Linked DNA regions of Ovis aries: region 2 is linked to region 1. A link is a contact called in public Hi-C data. All regions are on one chromosome and are shown on one strand. Each heading gives the region's core, a stretch centred on a gene start, on an enhancer-like site or on the middle of the called end of the contact. The rest is flanking DNA. Distances are from core to core; before and after follow the strand shown.

Region 1 (7,350 bases), core at 3,195-5,694:
CTGGGTTCCACTTCCTGCCTCTGGATCACTGACGCGGCTGCCTCTTGTCTTTCAGATTCACCGTGTTCAACAGAAGCCATCCCCAACCCAGCTTAAATTATAAATAGAGAAAATAACTTTGTTCAAATCTGCGTGGTGCTTCTTTAGTAAATACTGTACAGATTTTACCATGGAGGACGTTTTTTTTTAGTTTTTACCTTTTCTTAATTACCCTTATTCCAAACGGATGAACACTTTCTACAACTGCTGACCATTGTAAATCTATAAACTGTGTATATAAATCACATTGAAAATAACGCCCTGGACTAGAACATCTCAAATGCTGCTTAATCACAGACTCAGGTTGATCACTCGTATTCCATGCAATGCTCCTCCAAGTTAGACATCCGGTGCAAGACCAACCGGGAAACCATGGAATTATTAAAAGTACAAACTGACAGCGTGTATATTTAATTTAAAGACTTTATTTAAAGATTCACAAGCTCTCAACTAGACTTTTGAGAGCAGTCTGTTTTCTGTAATGTCTGATACTAGAAACTAATTTGCTTCATATTTTAGTTGTATTCAAGATTTGAAGATGTATTTTATAGACAAGTTCTGTTTTTGAACTTTGTGGAACTATTCCAATCAATTTACCAGTTATGATGAGTATTTACATTATGAATGTATAATCCAAACATTATTTGTAAGGCCTACAGTACGTTTTTATTACATAACACTTTTTTATACAGTGTCTCTTGTCTTGACTATGATATTGGAGTCTGAGTTGTCAGCTTGGTCCCTTAAAGTTTCTAGTTACAGACAAAATCATACTGTGATTTTATTTTTAATATGGATATGCTATCAAACTGTGATACACTTATAATTCACTGGTCCTGCATCAGGAGATGGAGTGGGGAAAACTGTATTTAATACAGTTTGTATCTGAATAATCTGTATGGTTTATACAGTTTGTGTTGTTCAGAGATGTCTAAAGTTTGATCTTTGTTTTTTTAAAGATTAAAAAAGCACTTGCCCCACTGTAAATATACAGCATGTAAAATTTATATAGTATATAAATGGCAGCAAATTAAACCTTTTGTGTCTTATTTTTTTACTGCTGTTTCCGCATTTGCTTGCAGACACTTCTCATGGACTTCTTTCTCTGCATTTACTTGCTTAAAACTTCTAAAGCTCCAGCCATGGGCTCTTGGCCCCACTGGTGAAAGCGTCCGGCGTGGGCTGCTTCACCCACACTCCCCCTGTTTTAAAGAACCCAGCTGTAAGCAATCTTATTTTAACAATGTGTTTTTATTTAATGAACATAGTATTTGCCATTTGACAACCATACACTCTCCAGGCTTACCATTCACTTTACAACAAAATTATCAATAGATAAAAGGATATTTCTTCATGCACGTTGTAGGAGTATGTACATTGAATAACAAACACTCCAGAAATCAACATATATGTACATTATTTACATATTAACTATTTACTGTAAATAGAAATGTTTTCTAAGAAAAAATAAAACGAGAAATCACAATGTGTGGTTTCTGGTCTACAACAGACCTAACTTCTCAGCAAAGCACATCTACGTAGATATATGCATTTTAGCTTGAAAAATATGCATTGCTTTATATGCAGCATTAAATGCTGCTTCATCTATAAATAGCTCCTATTTGGACTTCGTTTGGTACCACATTAAACTGCTCAAGGATGTTGTGATCCTGAGGACACCTGCCTGTATGGGCCCAGGGTGTCCACTTAAACCCCACGTCAATGGGGCCGAGTGGGGCTGTGGAAGCCATGCCGCCCACCCAGCAGACCTTCCCTGCCTCCAGCCCTGTCGCTGGAGGGAAGCTCTTTGGCCAGAGTTGGGACAAGGCAAGTAATTCAAGCACTGAGTTGAATTCAGACGGGAGGGTGGCAGGGGGGTGAACAGGATCACACCGAGGTCGAGGCAACCAGGCCCGCCAGCCACAGACCTGTCCCCGCACAGCCCTGACCCAGCAGGGCTTCTGGACCAGGCCATCTGAGGGCTTAGTGGGCGGAGGACACCTTACGCCTGTCAGGTTAATACTGTCACAACAAAACCTGCAATTCCATGACTTCACGTAACACTCCTAGGGCAAGGGACAGATCCTGAGCACCACGGCCTTCTGCATCTTTCTGGGCAAACAGCCGTCTGGTGAGGCTCCTTCACAAGTGGTCAGAGAAAATGTCTCACAGGTTTCCTTCTGCTCACTTCTCTCAACCCCACCCTGATGCAGACCCAAAAGACAGAAAGTCCAGTATCCCCAGGGTTCTACCTGGATCAAACAAAGGAGAGAGAGATCGGTTGTCCCACACAAAATACTGATGGAGCCGGTGCCCCAGGCAGCCCAGGAGCGGGGCTGGCCCGAGGGGCAGGTGCTGCCGGTGTCGTCAGCAGCGTTTGGTCGGGTGGTCTGGGCAGCGTCTTTTCACAGACGACTGGGGCCAGAGTTGCATATATGCAGTCAGGCATTTCAAGAATGCTGACTTGCCTTTCTCAGAACTAGAGGTTTGAATCTGAGGTATCGGTACGGTAGCAAAGCCTAAATGCTTGGGAATGAACCAAAAAAGTCAGTTTGATGCCTGGTGGAGGGTCCTGGGCGTGGCCCCCATGCAGTTAGCATGACTGTAAGCTGCACGAGGCTGAGAGCCCACAGCCGTTCCGTCTCAGCATCGAGGCAACTCCCAGGAAACATTTTCTCTGTTTTACCTCTCTATGCATAGGCTGAGGTGGTCTTTCTTGAACTTGGCCTTTGCACAGGAGAGGTGATGACCTCTCAGGTGTACAAACTGAACAAGGTGGGTGCCTTCGCAGTGGGGCAGGGTAAGGTCCCCCAGGGAAGGGACCCTCCACTGAAACAGCCCATGTGGGCGAGGGGGTCCTACATATAATGTGCGGGGGTTCTGGTGGTGGAAATGAAACTTACAACAAGAGGCATGTCACTGGCCCGGCCCTGAATGTCCCACCTGTGCACCCCTGGGCCATCTCTGTGGCGTGATGGGCCCAGCTCCTCACTGCACGCTTGAGCACCTCTCCCTCAGCCAGCGGCACCTGGCAACCTCCTGGTCAGGGATCTTCGCCAGTCCAACCACCAGTGCATATTTGGGGTTTTAAACTATTTACAGAAAAGCGTAAGTGCTATACACCTTCATCCCCCAGCCTGCTCTTTCCCTTCCTATAATATATCAAATCTCTCAAAACACGGAGCAAGATTGTCTCTAGTTCCTTATATGTCTACACATTACATTAATATATCTGATCATTATAAGCATTCGTTTGGCCAACAGGCCTTAAGTAGTGAAGACAGGGGTCACAGCTGGCCTGAACCATGTGTTCGGTTGGACCACGTGACACTGCTGTTTGTGGGTATCAGAAAGGGGTCAAATATGAGCAGTTTCATGTGGTTCAATACATACACTGTCCGTCCTGGGATTCAGCAGTTACAGGATAAACACCCCAAACCAAAATTTAATGATTTGTGTCTTTGTAAAAGTTATCTGCGGGGCCACGAAGACGGAGCTGGGTGACTCAGAAGACGGGACCCCTGGAGCCACCCTGCCCAGCGCGCGTCTTCAAGGACGCGGGCGTCTCCCTCCACCAGGGGGCGCCCTCGGGTTCCCCTTGAGCACGGCACCCACTCCCCAGTTGCTGCATATGTGTGTATGTAACTTGTTCTCAGTGCACAGTATATACGTGTGTCCAGAAGTTAAATTTATAGCTGCCATTCTAAAAATACTACTGTTAGAAAGTATCTTTCATTATAATTTCAGAATATAAAAAGGCGTATAAAAGCTATAATCCTATATATCTGAGAAAAAAACTCAATAAAAAAGTGGTAGCTTTTCCTTTCCTGTTATGACACAAAACAGTGGCTTCCAGAACGGCCAACACAGCCACTGCCACCAAGGAGCACGTGTGGCCCCTAGTCTGCCCCGCGGATATTCAAGGCTGGACCACCAGGCGCAGCTGCAGGCCGGGGCTTCGAGAAGGATGTACCCGGAGCTGGGAGGGCGGCGGCGGGAAGGGGTGACGTGAGGCCTCTTGAGATCAGCAGGGGCTGCTGTCCCGGAGGAGACAGGGCAGGCCGTCGGGGTGGTCCAGGGGGTCGTGGAGGGCCCCCCAGTCACTCTGCTGTGGGGTTTCAGTTTACTTTTACCTGCTGCTCAGACCAGGAAAGCTCTATTTCTTATTGGCAATCCTCCTTTTCCTCGTGGCCAACATGTCATAGAAAGGATCCCTGCTGATACTCGCTCTGGGAGAGGGTAAAAAAAACTGGGTTAGGATGGGCGGGGCAGTCCTACACACAAGGCCCCATCAAGAGCGCCACTCGCGCTCGACAACAGCCCCGCCCCTCTGACAGCCCCAGCTCGGGCCTCACCCGCCCCGACCAGACGAGAGCCCGACCCTCCCGGCCTACCTAGCGCACAGGCCCCGCCCCTGACACGCCCACAGCACAGGCCCCGCCCGGCGGGCCCGGGCGCACCTGATGGACTTCATCCACTCCTCCTTCTCCTCCGGGCTGGGCGCCGAGATGCGGTACACCACGTGGTTGCCCTCCACTACCCGGCCGTCCGCCTCTGTCTTACAGGCTTTGATGACCTGCCCTTTGTGGCTGGGGTTGTACAGCTCGAAACAGTTCTGGTGGAGACAGACACGACTGTCACCTGGTGCTGGGGGAGCGGGAGGGAAGGGCGGGCGGCGGGGAAGCCAGCTTACGGGTTTCCGCGGGTCCTCCACCTCCCTGATGCTCAGGTTCTCCAGCGGGATGATTCCCCGGGGCTCCTTATCCTGCGGGACAAAGCGCTCAGCCAGCCTCCCCCGCACCCGCCGAGGGTCCCGCGACCTGGAGGACCCGCAGCCCTGCGCTTACCGTCGTGTATTCAAAGTAATAGAGGCAGTTGTCGGTGAGGATGAACCAGCGCCGCTTCCAGGTCTTCACGCGCCCCCCTAAGAGCAGAGGGACCCTGTGAGTCTGGGCAGAGCAAGCCCTACACGAGCTACTGTGCTTTTCAGAAATGCCACTGGGGCCGAGCTGGCTTTTACACTTCGTCCTTCGTGAAAACGTTTCACATTCTGCCCCAGATCCTGGCCATGGTGTGCGGCCTGGCCTGCCCGTGGCTGCTGGGGCCCGCATGCACCCCCGCCCGCCTGCAGGGCACCCAGATGACCCGAGCGTTTCCCAAGTCTGCTTCCTGGAAGAGTTAGTCGTGATGAATGGTCTTAATTTCCCCACATGGAAATGACAACAGGATGAAGTCAGCGCCGCTGCCGGTCTGTCCAGGACTTAATCCCGTTACGTCAGGACCGTCATCGCATTACTGAGGACCTGGGGCAGCCCTGGGATCCATCAAAATCGATTATGGCCTTGGCCCAGGGAATTATTAGATTGAATTAATCTCATAACAAGATCTGGGACACACATGCACACACACAGCTCATCTGCACCCACTCTCCTCAAACTACAGAAAAGAAATCTTTCACTCTCAAATATTCAGTAGAAACCAACTGGCTTCCTTTTCTATTTCTAGTCTCTGCTTCCGACATGACGTTTAAAAACAAAAGTTGAAAGAGAGAACGTGCGCCTGGTGACAGATGTCTGCGACCCACCAGCATGAGGTAAGCAGCAGCTGCCCCGCCCCCTGGCTCCCTGGTGCAGACAGGGGAGACCCTTGTGGCTGAGGGTCACGGACCTGGTCCCTGAAACTGAGGAGCCCAGACAGGGACATGGGGGGACATGAAGGCTATCCAGAAATTGAGGCACAAGGCCTGACATTTGGGGAGATATGGGGGGAAGAGACACACGCAGACACCCAGCTGCAGGGAGGGAGCCCCGTCTGTGGTTTCAGTGCCACTGAGGGGTCCTCAGAGACTGGGACCCTCACCCTTGGGTCACTGATGAGATGTCTGTCCTCATGATGGCCACAGGCTGGCTGGGCAGGCAGGGCAGGTGTGTGGGGCGGCAGCCTCAGTTATGCCGTGAAGAGGGTCCCCAGATTCCCCTGCTCCCCTAATCTCACTTTCCATCCCCGTCAGAAGCATCTGTCCAAATTCCACTGTCCTTGGGGGCCCTCAGACCCTGAGGCCCCTTCATGCCTCCAACCCCCAAGGCCTCCACCCCCTCAAGGTGTGTCTCGAACCATGGGCAGGGATCTCTGTTCTCTTGGAAGGCCTCGAGACTCTTCTGCACCTAGACTCCTGCCCTGCTACACCCAACTTCAGTGGCACGTCTGGAGGAACCCAACCCCTGGTCCAGGTCTTGAGACCAGGGGAGCCTCTTGGGCCAGGGGCAGTGGGCATTGAGACAGAGGTGTGTGGTCAGGTGGACCCCTGAGCCTGGCCCAGCCCCAAGCCCCCTTACAGGGTGGCGGCGGTGACACTCTTGGTCTCTGAGCTCCAGCAGGTTTTGCTGCAGGAGATGGACCAGCTCTGCCCAAGCATGTGTTTGTGACTGGGCTTCAGGACAAGGAGACACACAGACACACACACAGACACACACACAGACACACACACCCCTGCAGGAAGGAGCCTGGCTGCTCCTGACTAGTATGGATAGAATCAGCCCTTTTCTCTTTGTAAACGCCTGCTGCCTGCATAGTTGTTAGCAGACACGGGCTCTCGTGCATACCACGCAAGCCTGTTCTCCACGCCAGCTCTGTGCCAACCAAACTCTTGTGTTAACACATCTGACTCACTCTCAAAACACAGTGACTACACGGTATTTACAGGACCATCATGAAGCTCATCACCAGGCTCTGCTCTGGCGGGGCACCCTGGCCTCCTGAAAGCACGGTCTCCTTTAAGATTAACTTACGACAACAAACCCCCAAGCGAGGTCATGCTAGGACCTCCAGTTCCTAACTTAGCACACGCACGGCCACAGTTCTGGCTTCTCTGCCTGCGTGTGTGTGTAGGCCGTTCAGGGGCCTAGGGCTGTGTGTCCTCACTAAGTACAGGTGTGCACCCAGGCCCAGCCTAACAAAGCCTCAGCACCCGCCTCCTGGGTCCCTAGGGGACCGACACCCAGGGACCCTTCATGGGGTCAGAACCGTAGGCAGGAGTCTGGCGCACTGACCAGCCAGCTGTGCACTGGACACCTTGGGGGACGCTAACAGCTCTGAGAGCAGAACAGCCCCAGGGGCTGAGGCTCCGGGCTGCAGGTGCGACCTGTGCTGTCACCAGCTCTGTAGCCCTCAGCCTTGGGTCTGAGGACAGAGCGGGGGCCGCGGGAACGGGTGAGCAGCAAGCCCTGGGCCCCTGGCCCCTCCCGGGCACCAGCCGGCCCTGTGCCTGTCGGTGCCCTGCCCCAATGCTGTGGTCCGGTCATCTGCTCGACC
Region 2 (7,350 bases), core at 2,286-4,785, 66 kb after region 1:
CTGGGCTCCCGCCATCGGGTCACCCACCGGCGCCTCCTACCGGCCAAACCGCGCCCGAGGAGATGAGCCCCGCGGCGGGGCGCAGGCCAAGCGATGGGTCCACACCCACCAAACCCTGGCCGGCGCTGCCCCCTTAAGAGCAGAACCTGATGGATACTCTGGCCCACAGATGGTTTCAGGTGTGGGGGTTATCGCTCGTCTGACAAGCGGAATCCGGGATCTCAACCTGGTCTTAATTTATGTGAGTTTTATTGAAGGAGGTGGAGCAGCTATTCCCCTAAAGCGCACATCTCACTCCTATGTACACCGGCTGCGGGACGGGGCGGGCGTGGGGGGCTGGCAGAGGGAGAGGCAAGCCCAGGAAAGTTCTTCACTTCATCTGCCACAGATGGTCCACGCAGGAAGTTCAATCAGACGGTTCCCAAACTGAGCCTTAGGATGGTGGCAACCAGCCAGACGAGCCAGGCACCTTCCAAATACAGACGCGTCTCAAGAACTGGTCGAGATCTGAAAGGCAACAGGGCCCCCAAAGGAATCAAAAATACCTTAATGCACTCAACGCACGGTTATAAATAACAATGTGCTCTTGTCTTCCAGTACCCCCTACGTGTTCCTCCTTAGAAGGGCCTTCCAGCCATTCCTGCCACATCCTCTCTCTCCTTATCCTGCGTTTAAAGGACAAATAATGCCTTGGAGGAAAACTTCAACGATCCAAACAGCAAGCAGGAGTCTCCTGTGAAGTCTCCTAACCCGACCAAGATATTAGCAAAGAAGATATTTTAAATCCTTTTGCCTCTGGCGTGACTACTGTTTGAATAGATTATTTACCCTCTCTTGTAAACAAGCTGAAACTGACTTCCCCATATACAGTTCAAAGTTCTGTACTACACTCTTAAAAATAGGCCAAAAAACCTTACGTTTGCAAATGATTGGCACGAGAAATTATTCTCTTCAAAAGAGCTGAACTTCAGTTTTAAAAACAAGAATTTTAAAGCGAAGCAATTTTTTTTAGAAATCTAAATGGTGATTAAAAAAAAACTAGCGAACTGTAAAGAGTTATGTTAACTTCAAAATCCCCATCAATACAATATAAGCATACCAAATTTATATAATAATCACTGTATAATGACTCTTAAGATTTCCATTTACTCAAAAACATATTCATCCTAAGAATGCCGAACATATTTTAAAAGTGCCTTTCGTAAAGCAAGGAAGAAAGATTTTATAAACTGCACCAATACCTGTTAATGCTACAGGGACATTTAGATAATAAGTATCACTGTTGACTGTTCCAGTGAAGTGAATCAAATGACACATACATTAAAAACAATCATAGCCCTTTTCCCACTGCAGGGCAAATTTTTAATAAGATTTCCCCCAAATTTGAAAGTAATATATACCATTCCATAAACTTGGAGAATAAAAACTGGGAAAATAAAACATCTGTATATCAGTTTTTACATTATTTAGACCATAATATATAAGACTGCTTATTTTTTATGCTTGTGAAATATTTCATCCAAAAATGTCCCATAATTTACTTCACCAATCTATTAGGCACCGCAATTTCCAATTCTGTATTATGAATAGTGTTAATGCAAGCCCCCTGTATGAGGTATTTTTCTGACATCTCAAGACTGTATCCCCAGAAAGAGCTATGTTAATAGCAAGTCTTGAGACTTTCGAGATGTAATACTATCCTTTGCTCTAGTCTTCAAGATCTAAACTGGCTTCCTAGTTTACAAACATGTATACCTGCTGTGACCTTTAAGTTTTCTTCATTTCTTGATTCACAGAATCTGAAACACCTTCGAATGAAATCGCCAAGCCAGCATGCTCCCTGTACCCGAATGCCAAACGTTTAAGTATTATAGTGGATCTGTCTTTATTTTCGAAGGAGGAGATGCTTGTCTGCCTGTACCGTTACCGCAGCTGTGACAGGCAGAAAGCAGGGCGTCCAGGGAGAATCCATCTCTTGGACGCTTTAGACAGCAGTCTGGCTGGAGGAGGGTGCGCACCTGGGCTCCTTCTTCCCGCAGAACTTTCCATCATAAACAACACAGCCACTCGGTGCTACAGTGCTACCCCTAGCTTCAACTAGGAGAAGTGAACTCCGCAAATGCCAGGGCTCGGGCCAACTTCCCACCCTCCCAGCCCCACCGGCTTACTGCGAGGCAAACATCTCCCCCTGGAGCATCACTTAAATTCTAGAAAGCACCTTGATTAACTACTTCATCCGGAAGCGTTCAATACTGCTGATTCTTACAGGCAGCTGCTCCGGCAGCCTGTAATTAAGAATTTTTTTTTTTCTTTTCCCCAAACGCTCCCTTATTACAAGAGATTATGATGATTCCGTCTGTCAGCATTTAGGAGATCTTTAGCAAAAACACACACACAGAGATCCTTAACTTCCAGTGTTCCTGTAAAAAAAACAGGCGTATTAACCCTTTGTGTCCCAAGCCAACGACTCACTCCATCCATAGACATTATGCGGACGCCTTATTCGGTTTGAAAGGCGTAATTCGCAGCATGACACGACAGGAATCTGTATTCCACTAAATAATTTACAGTCAACGTGAATCTTCCAGCAAGAGGTGACTGAGCGTTGGACGGACAGCCTGGTTCTCTCTGGTCCCACCTGCGGGCGGGCAGCAGTTCCCGACTCCGACCCTCGTCTCCTCTGACTTTTTACTTATTATTTTCGGCTGACTCCGTCACGTTCCCTTACTTTCTAACATGCGTGTGCCCTCGCTGCATGTTAAACGACCTCACTTAAACGACCCCCGTGACCACTTGGGACCTAAAGCCAAGAAAACTGTCACGATGCTCAACCTTCTCTCCGCGGCCGCCCTTCCTAGACCCGGGGTATCCCCAATTCCAAACTTTGCCCTCCCGGTTTCCCGGGGTCCCCCCTGGCAACCCGCACCACCTGGGGAAGACGCCAGGAGGGTGGTCACCGGCGGTTGGGCTCCGAGGGCGTGGACGCCCTTGGCGACAGGAGGCGGGGAAGGTCGCCCCCAAGGTCCCCCGCCCCGGGGAAAGCGACCCCCCGAGTCCCGGCCCGAGCCTCCTGGCGACCCCGGCCGTTCCGGACGCTCGCCCGGCCCCCGCGACGACCCCGCCGGCCCCCGCCTCGGGGGTCCCCGCACCCCCCGCCTCGGGCTCCGGGGCCCGGCGCGCCGCGGGCCTCGGCGGTCGCCAGCCCGCAGCGCTGTCGCCCAGACGCTGTCTCCTCGGGCGGACCCGGACCCCCAGCCGCCGAGCCGGGAGCGGCCGTCCCCGCTCCCCGGCGGTCCGCGACCCCCACCCACCCCCGGCCCGGCCCCAGGCCGCCGGGCGGGCCGGCCACACCTCCGACACTCACCGCCGCCGCCCTCGCCGCCGCCGCCGCCGTCTTCGTCCATCTTGAGGCGGCTGCCGCAGCCGGCGAGCCCGGGGCCGGCGGGCGAGGGGCCGCGGGTGCGGAGCGCGCGGGCGGCCGGGCGGCTCCAGCAGCGCGCGGGCCGGGTCGCGGCCCGGGCCTCCTCCCGCGGGGCGGGGCGCTCAGCGCGCGGCGCCGCCGTCACGTGGCGCGCAGGCCCCGCCCCGGGCGCGGTGGGCGGGGCCCCGCCGGCCCCCCTCGGGAGCGCGCGCGGCCCCGCCCGGAGCCCCGAGCGTCTGAGACGGCACCCTGGCGGGCAGGGGCCAGCATCCTCTGGACCGACGTGGGGTCCGGAGAACAAAACCTGGCGGCAAGGGGCTTGGGGGGTCCGGGGGCGGGGGTCCTCCTCGCACTTGCGCTCAGCGAAAAAGCTCAAGAAACGTACTTAAAAGTCAAGCCTTCTCCCTTCGTCCAGAGGCATTTCAGAGTCATTCCAGCTTTTCAGCCCTTTCTGGGGTGTCATGGAGGCCCTCCTTTCCTGGCGATGAGTGCGCTTTGACATTCATAAAGTGTAAAGCTTATGGATGAACGTTATCTTAAGGCTGGAACCGAATCCCCAGCCGGCACACCTGGGGCCCACCCTCAGAGGGGTCGGCCAGACACAGACGCTCCTGCGCTTTCGCGCCAGCCGCCCTGGGCAAGCTGCCAGCTGCCCTGGATTTACGATCCAGAAGGAGCTCTGAATTCAATTTCCCGTGGGCACAGCCAGGGTCCTCGGCACAGGCCTCCTGGGCAGCAGGCCTCCGTTGGCCCGTGCTCCGGACCTCCCTTCCCATTCCACATCTTGTTTCCAGTAAGTTCTCTGCCTCCCCCCCAGCCCCCACCACCACCATTGAATGTGACCCCTCCCAAGCTTTTCTGTTCAATTTGCTTGAACTAAATTGCATTAAAGAAAAGGAAACATTGTAATGGAGGAGATAATTCATCTCTAATACAGTTTACTAGCAACTGTTTTATATCTACAGATGGCCCATTGAGTTGAAGGAACTTTCTGCTGTCATTTATCAAAACTGCCGTTTTCACTTTCTTTGTTCGAGGTTGTGGGATGATCCCAAAGAATTCAATCTCCTAATAATCTCAAGTTATACAACCAGCATTTGGGTGCTGCTCAAGGCTCCCCACATAGTTCTGGGTGCAGATAAGACGTGTGGCAGCTTATGTGACGAAGGCACAGCAGAAAGGGGGTCTGGGCATCAGGCCTCAGCCCTCAGACTTGGCTTCCTGATCTTGTTCCTGTAGCCTTGGTTATCCTGGAGATAACAGCGTAGTTACTGAGAAAGAATGACAGTATACTTTGAACTTGATAATGTGACATGTGCAGCTTTGAACTCAATGATATTATCAATTTTAAACACTTTTCAATGTCAGTTCCAAATTCTTTAGATTTCTTAAGAGTGTGATCTGTAGTGCTTCTCCCAAGTTTGAGTCTGAAAATTGCTTCTCCAATCACCACCTAAGCTCATTGCCATCAGAATCAACCATAGCCCCATTATTTGTAAGCAGAGAGTTAGATCAATATTATCCCCACAGCTTAGCCAGGGCCTCCATTTCCACAAAGCCTGCAAAAGGTGTTGGGAGAATAAAAGCTTAAGATGAAGTGAAGTGAAGTTGCTCAGTTGTGTCAGACTCTTTGCAACCCCATGGACTGTAGCCACGCTCCTCCGTCCGTGGGATTTTCTAGGCAAGAGTACTGGAGTGGGTTGCCATTTCCTTCTCCAGAGGATCTTCCCAACCGAGGGATTGAATGTGGGTCTCCAGCATTGTAGGCAGATGCTTTACCATCTGAGCCACCAGGGAAGTCCTGAAGCTTAAGGTGCACACCTTTATTTCTGCACTTGAATGGGGTAATTGGAAGACTTAAAAACCTGCAGTGTGCAAAGGAATGAATATCTAATTGGAAAATTAGAATTTTTTTTTAAAGGGAGCTGCTTTCCAGTGTCTCTTAAATCCCACCAAGATGTGCTATGCTATACTCAGTCACTAAGTCGTGTCCGACTCTTTGTGCACTATGGACTGTAGCCTGCTAGGCTCCGTTGTCCATAGGATTCTCCAGGCAAGAATACTGGAGTGGGTTGCCATTTCCTCCTCCAAGAGATCTTCCTGACCCAGGGATCTAACCCGCTTCTCCTATGTCTCCTGCATTGCAGGTGGATTTTTTACCACTGAGCCACTGGGGAAGCCCCTCCCACCAAGGCAGCAGGCATTTTAATCTGCTCACAGGCAGATTGCTCCTACAAAGGAAAATTAAGTATCCTAGTTATCCACTGAGATAGGCACTCACTTTATGCCCATCTATGTTACTTAGATGTTGAAAGCTTTATATGTCAACCTGTAAGGAAAACAATTCATGTAGCAGACACCACTCCAAGGTAGCAAGTGTTAAACCCAAAACCTTGTTGCAATCTCATTCCATCAGACAATACATATTTAGGGACTTGCTTTGTTTCAAGCACTGCCCAGGTGCTGGGAATACCGTGATGAAAAGGATAGATTCCCTTTGTGCCTTCAAGGGCCTTCTGACCTAGGAGGAATGTAGCCATTAAGCAAATAATTACTCAAATAATTATCTAATTGAAAATGTGATGTCCTGCTCTATTTATGGCGTCATCATCTCAATGGACATGAGTCTGAGCAAACTCCAGGAGATAGTGAAGGACAAGGAAGCCGGGCATGCTGCAGTCCGTGGGGTCGCAAAGAGTGGGACACAACTGAGCAACTGAACAACTCTATTTATAGACTTTCTCTTACTGTTTTCCTGTCTACTGGCTTTGCAGCCTTGAAACTCCTTCAGACCAAGACTGTAGTCCGTATTTATTATGTCTCTGTGATCCACTGCAGGGCCTGGCCATATCAGAGAAGGGGAGAAAGCAACAGTATTTGCTTGAATTGGACATATCTGGTTTTGCTGCTGGACAACCATGGCAAGCCGAAGTGGGAGACATCTTGAAAACATGTTGAAACCCATTTATCAGCCTTTGACCATTGCAGAATGAGCTTAAGAAATCAAAAAAATGTGCACACATTCCAGAAAGGTCAGAGGACTTCTCCTTTCTATTCATCTCAGTCCTCCAAGAGAAAGTCTATGCAGTTGGACAGAAGGGTCCTCGTGCAGCACTGAGGTCACAATAGCCCAAACTCTGCCAAGGCCAGTTTCTTCACCCTCAGCCAGAAAGAGGCAGCCCACGCCGCCTGCACAAAGCAGTTCCCGTGTCCTCTGATAACTAGTCAGGAGATTCAGAGACAGCAGTGACCGTCAGCAGATGGAAACCTCAGCTAATCCCTTACATCTGCTCAGGGGTCTGGTCCAGCCTGGGGAGCAGGCAGTGGCCCGCTCACTGCCACATCACAGTCACGAAAGGAAAACAGTGCTTTCAGAAATCTGATTTCATCTAGGAAAGAAAATATCTCATTGGAGTGGAGATGATTTTGTGCAGACTAGTGTTCTCCACTCTGCCCAGGCGAACAACAGGGGACCAAGTGTCAAGTCACACCCTCATTAAATTTTCAAAGACCCAGACATCACTTTCTTCACAGAGTCCATCTCCCTTTCTTTCTTTTTTTTTTTTCCCCATCTCCCTTTCCAATCATTCAGGGCAGTCTAGCTTGGTCGTGTTCTCTTCCCCCTTGGAATCCACACAACTGACGAGTTCCGTGGCCTCACGTTACCAAGGGCAGCTTAATTCCTTTCAGATTGATTAGTCACTTGCATTTTTGCAAGAACAAAGGCGGGTCAGATTTCTCAGTAATGTTAAACTTCGGGGGGGAAAAATAACTTGGCCACCATTTTGAGCTATTTCTTTGGAAGAAAGGCATTTCACTTACGCACTCGAGGCAATGTGGATATTGAGTTCTCAAACACAAAGTGTCTTCCGTAGTAATAAAAAGCTGTCTTATTTTTATCTCACTCTTCATTTTTATAGGATGTCCCT

Evidence for each region. A called contact is a pair of places that touch in the nucleus more often than the background predicts.
Region 2: a Hi-C map of liver shows a contact between it and region 1, with 1.8 times the contacts expected there. The contact joins the promoter of CYTH3 here to the enhancer-like site in region 1. A contact is called at or near these places in 3 of 16 Hi-C or Micro-C datasets (hypothalamus, liver and muscle).

Annotation. Positions count from the first base shown.
Region 1 is chr24:38,553,392-38,560,741 of ARS-UI_Ramb_v3.0, forward strand. CYTH3 (cytohesin 3) reads right to left here. Exons shown (of 14, transcript XM_060405726.1): 11 at 4,887-4,963; 12 at 4,733-4,804; 13 at 4,500-4,654; 14 at 1,272-4,268. The coding sequence ends at 4,196. USP42 (ubiquitin specific peptidase 42) reads left to right here. Exons shown (of 19, transcript XM_042240306.2): 19 at 56-1,074. Among named protein-coding and RNA genes, the nearest start is that of USP42, 45 kb to the left of the region's middle. Within about 2 kb of position 4,445, at least 17 of the 54 cell types and tissues checked have an H3K27ac peak or open chromatin away from gene starts, as enhancers often do. A contact at or near this core is called in liver, where this site is marked.
Region 2 is chr24:38,620,198-38,627,547 of ARS-UI_Ramb_v3.0, forward strand. CYTH3 (cytohesin 3) reads right to left here and starts at 3,536. Exons shown (of 14, transcript XM_060405726.1): 1 at 3,365-3,536; 2 at 1-507.